Linked DNA regions of Zea mays: region 1 is linked to region 2. A link is a contact called in public Hi-C data. All regions are on one chromosome and are shown on one strand. Each heading gives the region's core, a stretch centred on a gene start, on an enhancer-like site or on the middle of the called end of the contact. The rest is flanking DNA. Distances are from core to core; before and after follow the strand shown.

The links. A called contact is a pair of places that touch in the nucleus more often than the background predicts.
Region 1: a contact with region 2 is called in a Hi-C map of leaf, with 6 times the contacts expected there. The contact joins the promoter of LOC100191266 here to the enhancer-like site in region 2. A contact is called at or near these places in 2 of 25 Hi-C or Micro-C datasets (leaf and tassel).

The regions. Positions count from the first base shown.
Region 1 is chr3:157,720,604-157,726,297 of Zm-B73-REFERENCE-NAM-5.0, forward strand. It overlaps LOC100191266, which reads right to left and starts at 3,784. Exons shown (of 5, transcript NM_001136700.2): 1 at 3,513-3,784; 2 at 2,791-3,170; 3 at 2,334-2,429. The coding sequence starts at 3,627.
Region 2 is chr3:157,364,464-157,370,246 of Zm-B73-REFERENCE-NAM-5.0, forward strand. No RefSeq gene overlaps it. Among protein-coding and RNA genes, the nearest start is that of LOC118476813, 51 kb to the right of the region's middle. Within about 2 kb of position 4,103, at least 19 of the 20 cell types and tissues checked have an H3K27ac peak or open chromatin away from gene starts, as enhancers often do. A contact at or near this core is called in leaf and tassel, where this site is marked.

The sequences.
Region 1 (5,694 bases), core at 2,534-5,033, 360 kb after region 2:
GTATGGTCACAGGATGTCATTCATCAAGGCCTAGAATGTTACCACGTTGCACGCCCGAAAGGCGTGACAAGAAACTCATACAAGTCACGTCTGAAACGCCATGATAGTTCAGATTCATCCAAACTTGGTGATAGTCGAAGCAGAGATCAAACTTGGTGAAGTTGGCGTTGTGGAGCTCGTCGAGTTTGTCGACCACGGGGATCGAGAACGTGTCCTTGACCGTAATGGCGTGAGAGCCCAGTAGTTGACGCAGAAACACCATGAGCCACCCGCCTTCTTCACCCGGAGGACAGGCAAGAAACAAAGGAACTCGGCCTAGTGAACCCCTGGTGCAGCATTTCGGCCCACTGGTGCTCCAGCTCGACTTTGTGTGTGGCCAGGTAGCAGTACAATCGTACGTCGACCAACATAGCTCCTGTCAGAAGGACAATGTTAAGGTGGCATGTCCGAAGCAGAGGAAGGTCGTGCGGCTCAATGAAGACGTTAGCAAAGTCGACAAGGAAGGCCTCCAAGAGGTCGCATCCCCAACAAGAGCAGAGACTTGGGGAACCTACCAAACCGCACCTTGCCAGCAGACCTGATGGTCTTTGTGCCAAAAAGACATGGTGAGGGCCACAAGTCCAACAAGATGGACCTAACTAGGGCAAGCCACTGGGTACCCAACACCATGTCATACCCTACCATGGGTAGCATGAAAAAGTCAGCAGAGAAGTGTTCATCATCGATGGAGAAAGACATCCCTCGAGACACACCAATGCATGGGGACACTCGCCATTGGTCACCGTGACAGATGTGGAGCCACAGTAGACCATGGGGAGATTAGTGCGACAGACGGCCTCCTCAACAATGAAGTTGTGCGACGATCCCAAGTCGATGTGGGCGCAGAGCCCAATGTGGTCCATTTGGAGGTGCACTCGCATGGTGTCGCTGGTGCGGACGCCCATGATCACATGGAGCGATATATGCGACAGTGACTACATAGTGTGGGGGTCGTGGAAGACAACATCGTCATCGTTCGCATAGTTATTTAAACATCGTTTAAACAACGTTTAAACGCCAAAACGCTGATTAAAGGCTAAGACGCTAAAATGTTACAGGACTAGGCCTTAACCGACGTTTTGCATCTGTAAAATGTCGTGTTTTAGTGTTTAATGGTCGTAAACCATAAAACGCAACGTTTGAAGTGTTTTAGTCCTCCTCATACACACCAGAGTGAAAATTTAGCTTCTTTGGGCCCAGTCCAGTCCGCCCCACATGCTTGCCCTATCATACTCGCTCAAGACCCGACGGCACCATGTGCTCACATCTGTAGTCCCGCCGCTAAAGGTCCCGCCTTCCCGACTATTCGCCGGCTCCAGGAGGAGACAGGGGAAGCGAGGTGGCGGGCGCAGCCCCAAACTGGTCTTTGTCTTGCGACTATGTGGCTAGTTGTCCATCCACTGTGGCGCCATCGTCGTTCTGCTCTAGTGCTCCCCTGCTCTCATCCACTCGTCCGCCACCGCAAATTGTGATATATTGATATTTTCTTATGTTTAAAAGTCAAAACTCCACCCATGAGCGTTTCAATGTTTTGTTGGCCTCCGCCAAGTCCAACAAGAACAGACACTGACACATGCAGTTGTGACTGCGCTCGCTTTTCGTTGCAATTGAAACATAGGTCGAGCCGACAATGACCTTCCATTCAAATGTCGACAGATGTCATATGGGGCACCCCCCCCCTACCATGACGATGGTGGCTGCAGCAGCCAAATCAGGTAATGGGGCTAGCAGGGCGAGGTGTTGGGCAAGTGATTATCAAGCATCGTCTAAAAGGCAAGTTTTATAGGACGACCATAAGACCTACTATGTTATATGATCCAAATTGCTTGGGACTGAAAGGCTTTTGGTGTCGTTGTTGCACAGTGATTAGCATGTACTTTATTGCAATGAACTGTCTTGAATTTGCTAAATTCAAACATAAGTAGTAAAATCAGAAGAAAATGTCAGACCAAACATGTTTAAAGTTAGCACTTAGCAGTGATTACTAGTCATGCTCTAGACATACATATGAAGATATTTTAGGGAAATTCATATATTGACAGTAAATTTGTAATGGATTTTGGGCGGTGCCATCAAGGCTATGACCTCTAATTTAAAAAAAAAACAAAGTACGATTTTGAGATCAACATAGACTTGTGGCACAAAAGAGGTCAGCATAGACTCCTTGTGTTCCTGAACTTTTTGTTACCTAGCAGCCCTAGAATTTACAAAGCCATAGACCACAGCAAAATACAAATTTCAATATAAAATAGCAACCATAGTAATTTTCCTTGTGTTCAGGCAGACATACTCACCCTAAAATCAGCCTTCTTCAGTACCTCCGCTGTAGTTGTTTCAAACTGTCGTCTAGGAGGGTTCTTTGCGGCTGCAGGTTTTCTAAGGTCAAGGTCCTACACTTGTCAGATTGAATGAAATAAGGCATTATAATAGCAACCACACATGGGCAGATCAGCAAATAAACTAATAAATGAAGAAAGAAATTTGTAAAGTACACATGGTATATTGGTATTATAAAGAGTATTTCCGCGTATTTGAAATGAAATTCTCATTTTGTTAACAAATATCTGATAGTAAAACACACGATTTTTACTGTGATTTTAGCATAGCAGACATTTCTAGCCCACACACTTATACACTAATTCATGAATGCTTGCACAAGATAAGTAGATAACAAAAACATATAGGTTGCAAAAGATTTTAGACAACTCGGATAATTTTGTCTATTTATTGACAAACCAAACTACTGCTTACCCGAACAGAATACGTTGAACCTCGCCTAAACCGAACATCAGGCCTGAACTCAAAGTCATCTTCCCAGTCACCGTCGACGTCCTCGTCCTCCTCCATTTGGATGTTGCGTGCCGCATTAGCAATTGTATCATTTAAGCCATCATTAAAAGAATCATAACCATCCATCCATCCTGAACTGCTCCTGTCGCTAGATGCAGGAAACCCAGGGAAACCAGAGCTGCTACTGTCACTTAACCTAGTGAAACCACCCTTGGACAACCCAAAATTGTATCTCCTACCAGTGTTCTCAGCCCTATCGAGCTTCTCGTAGAGTGATCCTTTGTCTGTGTCCTTGCCCCCAAACAACCGTTCTTCGAATTCGTCCATAGTCTCACCATCCCCTGCACAGAAACAGTCAAACCAGAAAGGCATATCAAAATCGGCTTGATTGAGACTATTCAAGAGTCAATTCTTCACTCTTAAAGCATTATTACACCAGAAGTATAAGGAAATGATGGTCTTTAGCTCGAGAAAGCTAGACAAAATTCACATCAGATCTAGATGTCCAGGGTCATTCAATTCAACTTACTGTTATAACCAACTTTAGGGAAAGGTACGCAAGTATAACAACTATGGGCATCACACAGCACGAGTACCTCCCATGTGTGGTATCTTTTGTTTCAAGAGATACCACTCATGGGAGGCCAGGAAGGAACAGGAACAGAAGAGGGTTGGATGCTCACCGGACTGGAATGAACGACGGAAGACGCCGGCAGCGGCCAGCAGCGGATGGGGAGGGAAGGCATGACAGAGAGAGGCATGGCAGGGGAGACAGCGCCTCAGTGCGGAGCTCACCATCGCGCTCGCTTGTCTCCTGATTCCTAGCGGCGGCGGCGCTTGTCTCCTGGCGGTGACGGTGGCTGTCCCCTCCACGAGCTCTCCAGGCGCCGGCGATGTCCCCTACCGGCGAGCCCCTCCCCTCCGCGGCGACCTCCTCCCTCCGGCGGCAACTCTCCTCTCTCTCTCTCGGATGCAGGGTGAGGGTGGCAGCTGAGGCGGTGAGGCCTGAGGGTGCTGCAGGGTGAGTTCATGAGGTGGCGGCTGCAGGGTGAGTTTAGCATGGACCGGGAAACTGGTGGCCCATATAACCTTAATCTTAACTGTTTTCTTTTTTTCTTTTTTTTTACTTCTCTATTAAATCAATAAACCTATTTAAGATTATATTCCTATATATTTCTATATTTACATGCTAGTACCTCGCCTTACCGCTTAAAAGTTAAAAAGGAAGTCGACCGCTTTACCTCGCCTTACCACCTTAACCGTGGGTATGATGCTTAAAACTTAAAAAAGGGTAGGTGTACCTATGTGAAAATTTTACTTGATCACCTAGAAAACACATTAAACCAAACAACAAGAGTGACAAATAACACACGGATCACACTATCTCAATTCACTAAGCACTAATGATCACTTGTCTTAATTATGGGACTTGGAGAGATTGGAAGCTTTGAGTGTGTATTGGATTGAATTGCTAGCTCTTGTATTGAATGTGAATGAGTGGAGTGCTTGGATGTGTTGAATGGAGGTGGTTGGGGTTGTATTTATAGCCGCCAACCACTTCATAGCTGTTGCTCCAATTCTGTTGAGCGCGGACGGTCCGCGCTCCTGGTCTGGACGGTCCGCCCCTGCACATCAACGGCTAAAATCGCAACGGTCAGCAGTAACGGCTATATCAACGGATATACAGCATTTAATGCGTCGTCAGATGTCGGATAAAGCAGTCGTAGACGGTCCGGTCGTGCACCCCGGATGGTCCACGTGGACGCTAAAAATGCATTTTACCGAACCCGTCAATTCTCGGGTTTTTCTAGTTTTAAACGATCAGACGGTCCGCGCCTGATGCCAGACGGTCCGCGCTTGGTCTCGGACGGTGCTTGCTTCTCCTTTGGACGGCCCGCAGTGTTAACTTGTGTTTTTGCAGTGTTCCTGCCCGAGGCTCACCCTGGTGTCGCGTACGGTCATACGCAAGGGGCCGGACGGTCCGCGCATAGGTATTTTTCAAAAAAATCTTCTCATGTCCGGAATAATCTACGGTATTCCGAACAGTCGACTTAGAATAGTTGTAGATAAACTTATGCACCTGAGAAATGATCAACTAGGCAAACTAGTTAGTCCACGTGGTTTGTGATGGACGTCAAACACCAAAAACGATTATAGGAAATGTTTAAGTCTATTTCCCTTTCAGATTCGAGTGTAATATGTTATTATAATCTTTATTTACACTGTCATGCATTGTTCCTTTGATATATTAAACTTGTGACGTCAACATATGTGTGGAAATAGTTCCTGGCATACATATGCTATGCATTCGGTTTTTCCTTTAAAATCAGGTGTGACGGGGCGGACCTCCTCATTTAATAGGCTGATGAGGGGGTCGGCTAGTGGTGGCTTCCTCAATAAGGAGTCATCGGGCCATGGTAAAACCGAGCATCCTACCTCGGTAAAACTACATGCGTCTGTGAGCCTCGGGGTCGCCTGTTTGTCTCATGTTCTTTATAGCGAACAATGTGAGCAGTGTGGGGCCCGAGCACCATCATTCGATCTATGTCGACCCCTGGCCTTCATAGCCTGAGCCTCTGCGCGACTTGTCTTGTTGTGCCCTGGAGGCAGTCTGCGCACTCAGGCATAGTCCCGATAGGTCATGAATAAGTCGCAGGCTGGGGGCGTGTGGGCCATAAATTCATCACAATTTGAGGGATTCGTAGGTTATGAGTGCGCTGCAACCCAAGGGGCTCATAGGCCATGAGTGGGTGGCGGAACAACGCTTCATCGTGGCTTGGCGCCGGCGTAGTTAATGTGGCTAGTCACTTATGGCGGGTCGGTCTTGGACCGGGTGAGGGATCCACTCGAGTGATTTCCCTTCGG
Region 2 (5,783 bases), core at 2,853-5,352:
GTGACTCCCTGTTGGACGTATCAGGTCGGTTTTTTTTGTGTTTGGTTGGGTTTTTTGGCTTTGAGTCAGATTTTTTTTGTGTTTGGTTGGGTTTTTTTTGGTTGGGCCAGATTTTGGGTAAAAAATCATGGCACTTACCACATCCCGTGAATTATATGGGTCAAAAACTATGGCTCATACCTGATTTTACATTGGTCGGGTCGGGTAGCCCTTGCCTAACGAAAGATTAAGTGTGGTTAGCAAAGATTAAGTGTGGTTAGCAAGAATGTTTTGGTTAGACTAGTGTTTTAATTATTGTTAGGATCTATTTTATTCAAAGCGTCATCTGAAATTTAACATAGAAACCTATTTTAAGGTTTAGTTTGTAATAATAATACTATGGTCGTACTCAGCGTGACGCGATCATTGTAACAAGATTTCCACACTGTTTTCTATGCACCATGCCACCATGCAATCTCACTAGAATTGTGAATTTTTGACTGCTCATCATTTTTTTTAAAGCAGCCCAATCCTCAAGGCCTCAAGCCCTCAACCCAATGGGCACCTGCAGGTAGCAGCCCTGCACCTCGCAAGCGCTGTAGGAAAATGTTGTTTTACCTGAGGCCACTCTGTCTCCGTGGGTCACTGGGCGACAGACTGACAGAACGACAGATTGCAACGGTTAAGAACTACGTTATTATGGATCTCTAGATCCGCTTTCTTCCCTCCCGTCAGCAGATTAGTGCGGAGAAGCTGTAGATCTCGCTTCCTTCCCAAAAACACGACAGTGAAAACACACAAGAAACATGATATAGGGTTTGACCTTTGGCCTATTTCTGTATTGACAATTATGAGAGGGTACATGTTATATATATATATAGAGATCGTGAGACCATTCAAAAATATATTCGGTACGTAATCCTTTCTTAGAGTTTCTTAACACCAACAACCCCACTCACACTCCTCAAGACTCTGGTTCTCAGGTTTTACACGTCTTGGGCTTGGGCCTTGGCCCTTGGCGTGGCGACTTGGCGCGTGATGCTGTTGATACAAGATGACAGATGTGGCCCAGCAGACAATTATAATTATTGTAAATTCTTTACTCGTGTGTATAACGTTTGGTAACATGGAAGGTTATTGAGAGCTCACGGCTTCCAACAGTTTAAACCTTAACTAGACGCGTCCTCTACTAGATATAACATGCGGGGCGTGTACTTTCACCACGCATATGCATGCAGTTTCTATTCCTACAGTAGATACAAAAATTATGGCAACCAATCAGAACATACATATGGTTTCTATTTTTACAGCAGCTCCTAAAATTATAGCAGGTAGTGAGAGTTGAATAAGAAATTTGATTTTTTTATGGCAATCAAGGACAATATAAATCAAGGGATTCTCTTTTGTGCACACGGGAAATACGGCATGCAATATACTAGTGGATGCACTCCATGTTCGAGCGTAAAAATCGTCAGATTTGATAGTGAAAATCCCCAGTTTTGACAGTAAATACCAAGCCAACGTGAGAGACGTTGATATCTCTGATGTGTTGTATACATGATCGTAAAAATCTCCAAATTTAAGCATAAATAGTGTAACATATAACGTAAATGTCGATTCACTACAAAACAACAACCTCCCACGGCCATTCGTCCACCATAAATTAAGGGATTTTGATTTGGAGATTTGATTAGAGGATTTAATTAGGAGGAGTTGATTAGAATATTTAATTTTTAGACCGTCACAAACACCATAAATCAAGGAATTCTCTTTTTACTGTGCATATGGAAAATATGGCATGTGATACACTGATGGACGCACTTCATGTTTAAGCATTAAAATCTTTAGTTTTGAGCATAAAAATCTTAGGTTTGACGTAAATATCAAGTCAATGTAAGAGACATTGATAACTCCGATGTGTTGTATTTATGATCGTAAAAATCCTTAAATTTGAGCAAAAATGGTGTTAGATATAGAGTAAATGGTGATTCACTCCTAACCAATAGCCCCACGTACATGTGGCTATCATAAATCAAGGGATTTTGACTAGGAGATTTAATTAGGGATTTTTTTACGGTAGTCACATACACCATAAATCAAGGGATTCTCTTTTAAATATGCACGCGTAAAATATGACATGCGGTACACTGGTGGACGCACTGTAGGTTCGAGTGTACTTTGGTTTTGAGCGTAAAAATGCTTAGTTTTGACCGTAAATACTGAGCCAACGTGAGGGACGAATCATGATCATAAAAATTTCAAGTTTGAATGTCAATAGTGTTAGATATAGTGTGAATGTTGATTCACTCCCAATCAACACTTCTCCACATTCATGCGACCACCATAAATCAAGGGATTTGATTGGAGGACTTGATTAGGGGAGTTGATTAGAGAATTTGATTTTTTATGCCATTCACAGACACCATAAATCAAGGTATTCCCTTTCCATTGTGCGCATGCGAAAATATGGCATGCGATACAATGATGGACGCACTCTAGATTTCGTTGTAAAATAGTTACAGATATAGCATAAATAATGACATATATAACATAAATCCTCACTGAATTGTCCGCCACCTCCTCATCGAGCTATCGGGGATCCAGACACCAGGGACACCTCCCTCGCTTGATCGGGCCGCCATCTCTTGGTCGAGCCACCACACACATATCCTGCAGTCGTCGCACGTCGCCGCTCGCACCTCGTGCAGTCGTCGCCCACTCGTTCGAGCCTCGTGCGACCACCACCGCCACTGGGGCCTACAAATCATTTTTATAATAAAACTGCCACTACAAATCATTTTTATTCTGATTTTTTGTGATGTTCAAATGAGCTCAAATGGAAAAAACCACCAAAATAAAAGTTATAACAAAAGTTATAGATCTCTAAAAGTTATGAAACTTTGTAGCTGACAACTTTTTATTTGAAATCATTTCGGCTCTCAAAAACTGCATCTAAATTTGTCAAATTTAAAATACAAATTTTGCAATAGGCCTTAGATGGGAAAATATCAAAATAAAAGCTGTAGAACTTTAAAAGTTAATCAACTTTATAGTTGACAACTTTTTAATTTGAATTTGTTTATGACCTCAAATAATTAATTTACACTCAGTTGGTTATAATATGTGGACAACAAAACTGCAATATAGACACGAAATTAGTGATGAGTGGATTGGAAAAAGAGGGTACACGTGAGGCTGAGGTCGTCTGTTCGATTCTCACCGGCCGCGTAGAGTAAAATTGTGCGCGAAAAATTTTGTGACTTGTGACTTCGTCTTCATTGGACGGGCCGGACACAAGTAAGGCCGCCTAAATAAAAAAAATATGTTTTGCTAATTTTAAAGCCTCATTTATGCTTTTAGGAAAAGATTAATATTGACGTTTTATTATCTCAAACGCCAGTGGAAATCGATTTCCACTAGCGGTTTAGTTAAAACAACCGTAGTTCTCGGTGGAGCAACTGACATTTCGCCTCAATAGAGCTTCTCTGTAGTGTTTCACGTGGTATGGCTCTGATTCACTGCAGAGCAGCTTCACTCCAAAACTCTGGGTGGAGCAACTCTGTTATAGAGTTTAAATTGTTTTCTCATAATCTATGGTAGTGGCGGGTAAATAATCCCAAACTCTATACTTATGTTGCTTTTAAAGTTTTCGGAGCAGCAAGAGGTACTATAAAAAAACTGTACTACAACATTGAAAACTCCACGAAGTTTGCAACTCATGAGTTAAGATGTTTAACATGCTCTTGCCAATTCCTGCTTGGAGTTCTACTATAGAGTCATGTCAAACACTAGAGCTGAAAAAGGCTTGAGCTCAATGAGCTGGCTTGGGTTCGCAGCAACTCGACTCGACGCTCCGAACGAGCCCGAGTCGAGCCTGTTTTGTGGCTTGTGAAAAGAGCCAGCCGGCTCGGCGCTACGGCTCGCGGCTCAACCCATCAATAATTTGTTACATAAAATTCTAATTAGCATATAATGTTAGTACCAAATAGATAATTAATTTATATTGTTTGAGATTACTGATCACCAAATCAGCTGTCATTAAAATTCAGTTTGGCCGTGTCCGCAACGAGCAGACACGCGGAGGACAGACACGCGGAGGACGCTGCCGAAGGGGAACGGTCACGCGATTCGACTTGCCTCTTCAGTCGCTTCATATGTGCCGTTTGCTTTGCTACACATCCAACAACTCTCGGCTTCTTGCTTCTTTGCGTTTCCATTTGTCCCTTCCAGCTCACTTGGCTTTAATCCGTAACAGCTTCTACTGCTTATATAATATTTTTGTCTTTATAGATTACAGTTGCAGTAGTTCAAATAACCGACTTTAATCTGAAACGAACAGTTTTTTTTCAGCCCAACGATGGATTGCAGCTTTATTTGTCGTCGCTGGCACTGAAGTCTGTTATTTTTAGCGTCATGGCCAGCAACAGAGGCGTAGGGCCCAGTATGGTCCAGTATTGCCTGGGTAATACATTAGACCGACTTAGTAAGAGATTAGGGCAACCAGGCACCAGTATGGGCGCCAGCCGCCAGCCACGTCTCCGAGTGGACCAGGAGTAGAGGTAGTCAAGCAGAGTAGGCGAGCAGCCCAACGAGGCGTCCCGCACCGACGTGGCGGCTGCCTGCGGCCTGGCCGCCTTCGTGGACCACGGCTCCGTCGGGCCGCCTGACGCTCGACCGCCACGCGCCTGGCCGGCTGGCCGCTTGGCCGCCGCCCACCTGGACGCAGCCACATAGGATGCTCGACCGCCACACGCCTGGTCGTCTGGATCCTGGTATGATAGGGTTGTAAATTGTAATGTCTTCCAATTTTCATTGTGCAGATTTTTCAATTTAAATAGAAACAAAACAACGAGCCTAATCTAATAGATTTTTCATTGCAGATTTTTCAATTTCCAAATATCAGACATGGATAGAAACAAAAACAAGGCAAAGAATGTGGCCCAAAAAGTATCTCTTTATTATGTGAACACTCCCTATTGTAATGTCTTCTAGTTATGCAATACATGTTATATGCTTCGTAAAATGATAGATGTGAAGAGCTATTTCAGTCAAGCTTCTAGTGGAAGTAGACCAAGCACTCACGCTAGTGGAGTTTGCAATGAACCCGAAATACAAGTTGGAGTTCAAGAGAATAATAGTGAAGAAGTTGCACATGTTCTAGAAGAGAATGGACGTATTCCAGATGCCAATGGCGAAAATATTAATGGTCAAGTCGAAGGTATAAATCGGTTCAACCCGGATCACATTATTTCTGATCCGAGACTTCGTATTCCAATCGATTATTTTGCTCCTAATATTAGAGATGATGTTATAAGGGCTTTGATAGATAAAGGTCCGACTCAACCAATTGGTCATAATTTTTCTCAGTCACATTACAAAAGGAGCTTTCAAAAACATTGGTTTAGACAACATAGTTGGTTGGAATGTAGTGTGGAGAAGAATAAGGATTATTGCTTCTATTGTTACCTTTTTAAGCTTGATCAAATGGATGATATATTTTGCCATGATGCCTTTACAAAAGTTGGCTTCTCAGAATGGAGAAATGTTTATACGACATTTCCAAAACATGTTGGTGGGCCTAATAGCATACCACAGAGCATTTTTATCCAGTTGATACTTTCTATGCTGCTATAGATTCTATCACCACATAGTTCGATCATCACTTTAATAAGCTATCTCAAGAGTTGCTTGTGTGTTTTTCATGTCTTGACCTAAGGGATTCGTTCTCTAAGTTTGATGTGGATAAGTTTGTGTGGCTCGCGGATATCTATTCTGATGATTTTTCTTTTGATGATCGCAAGACT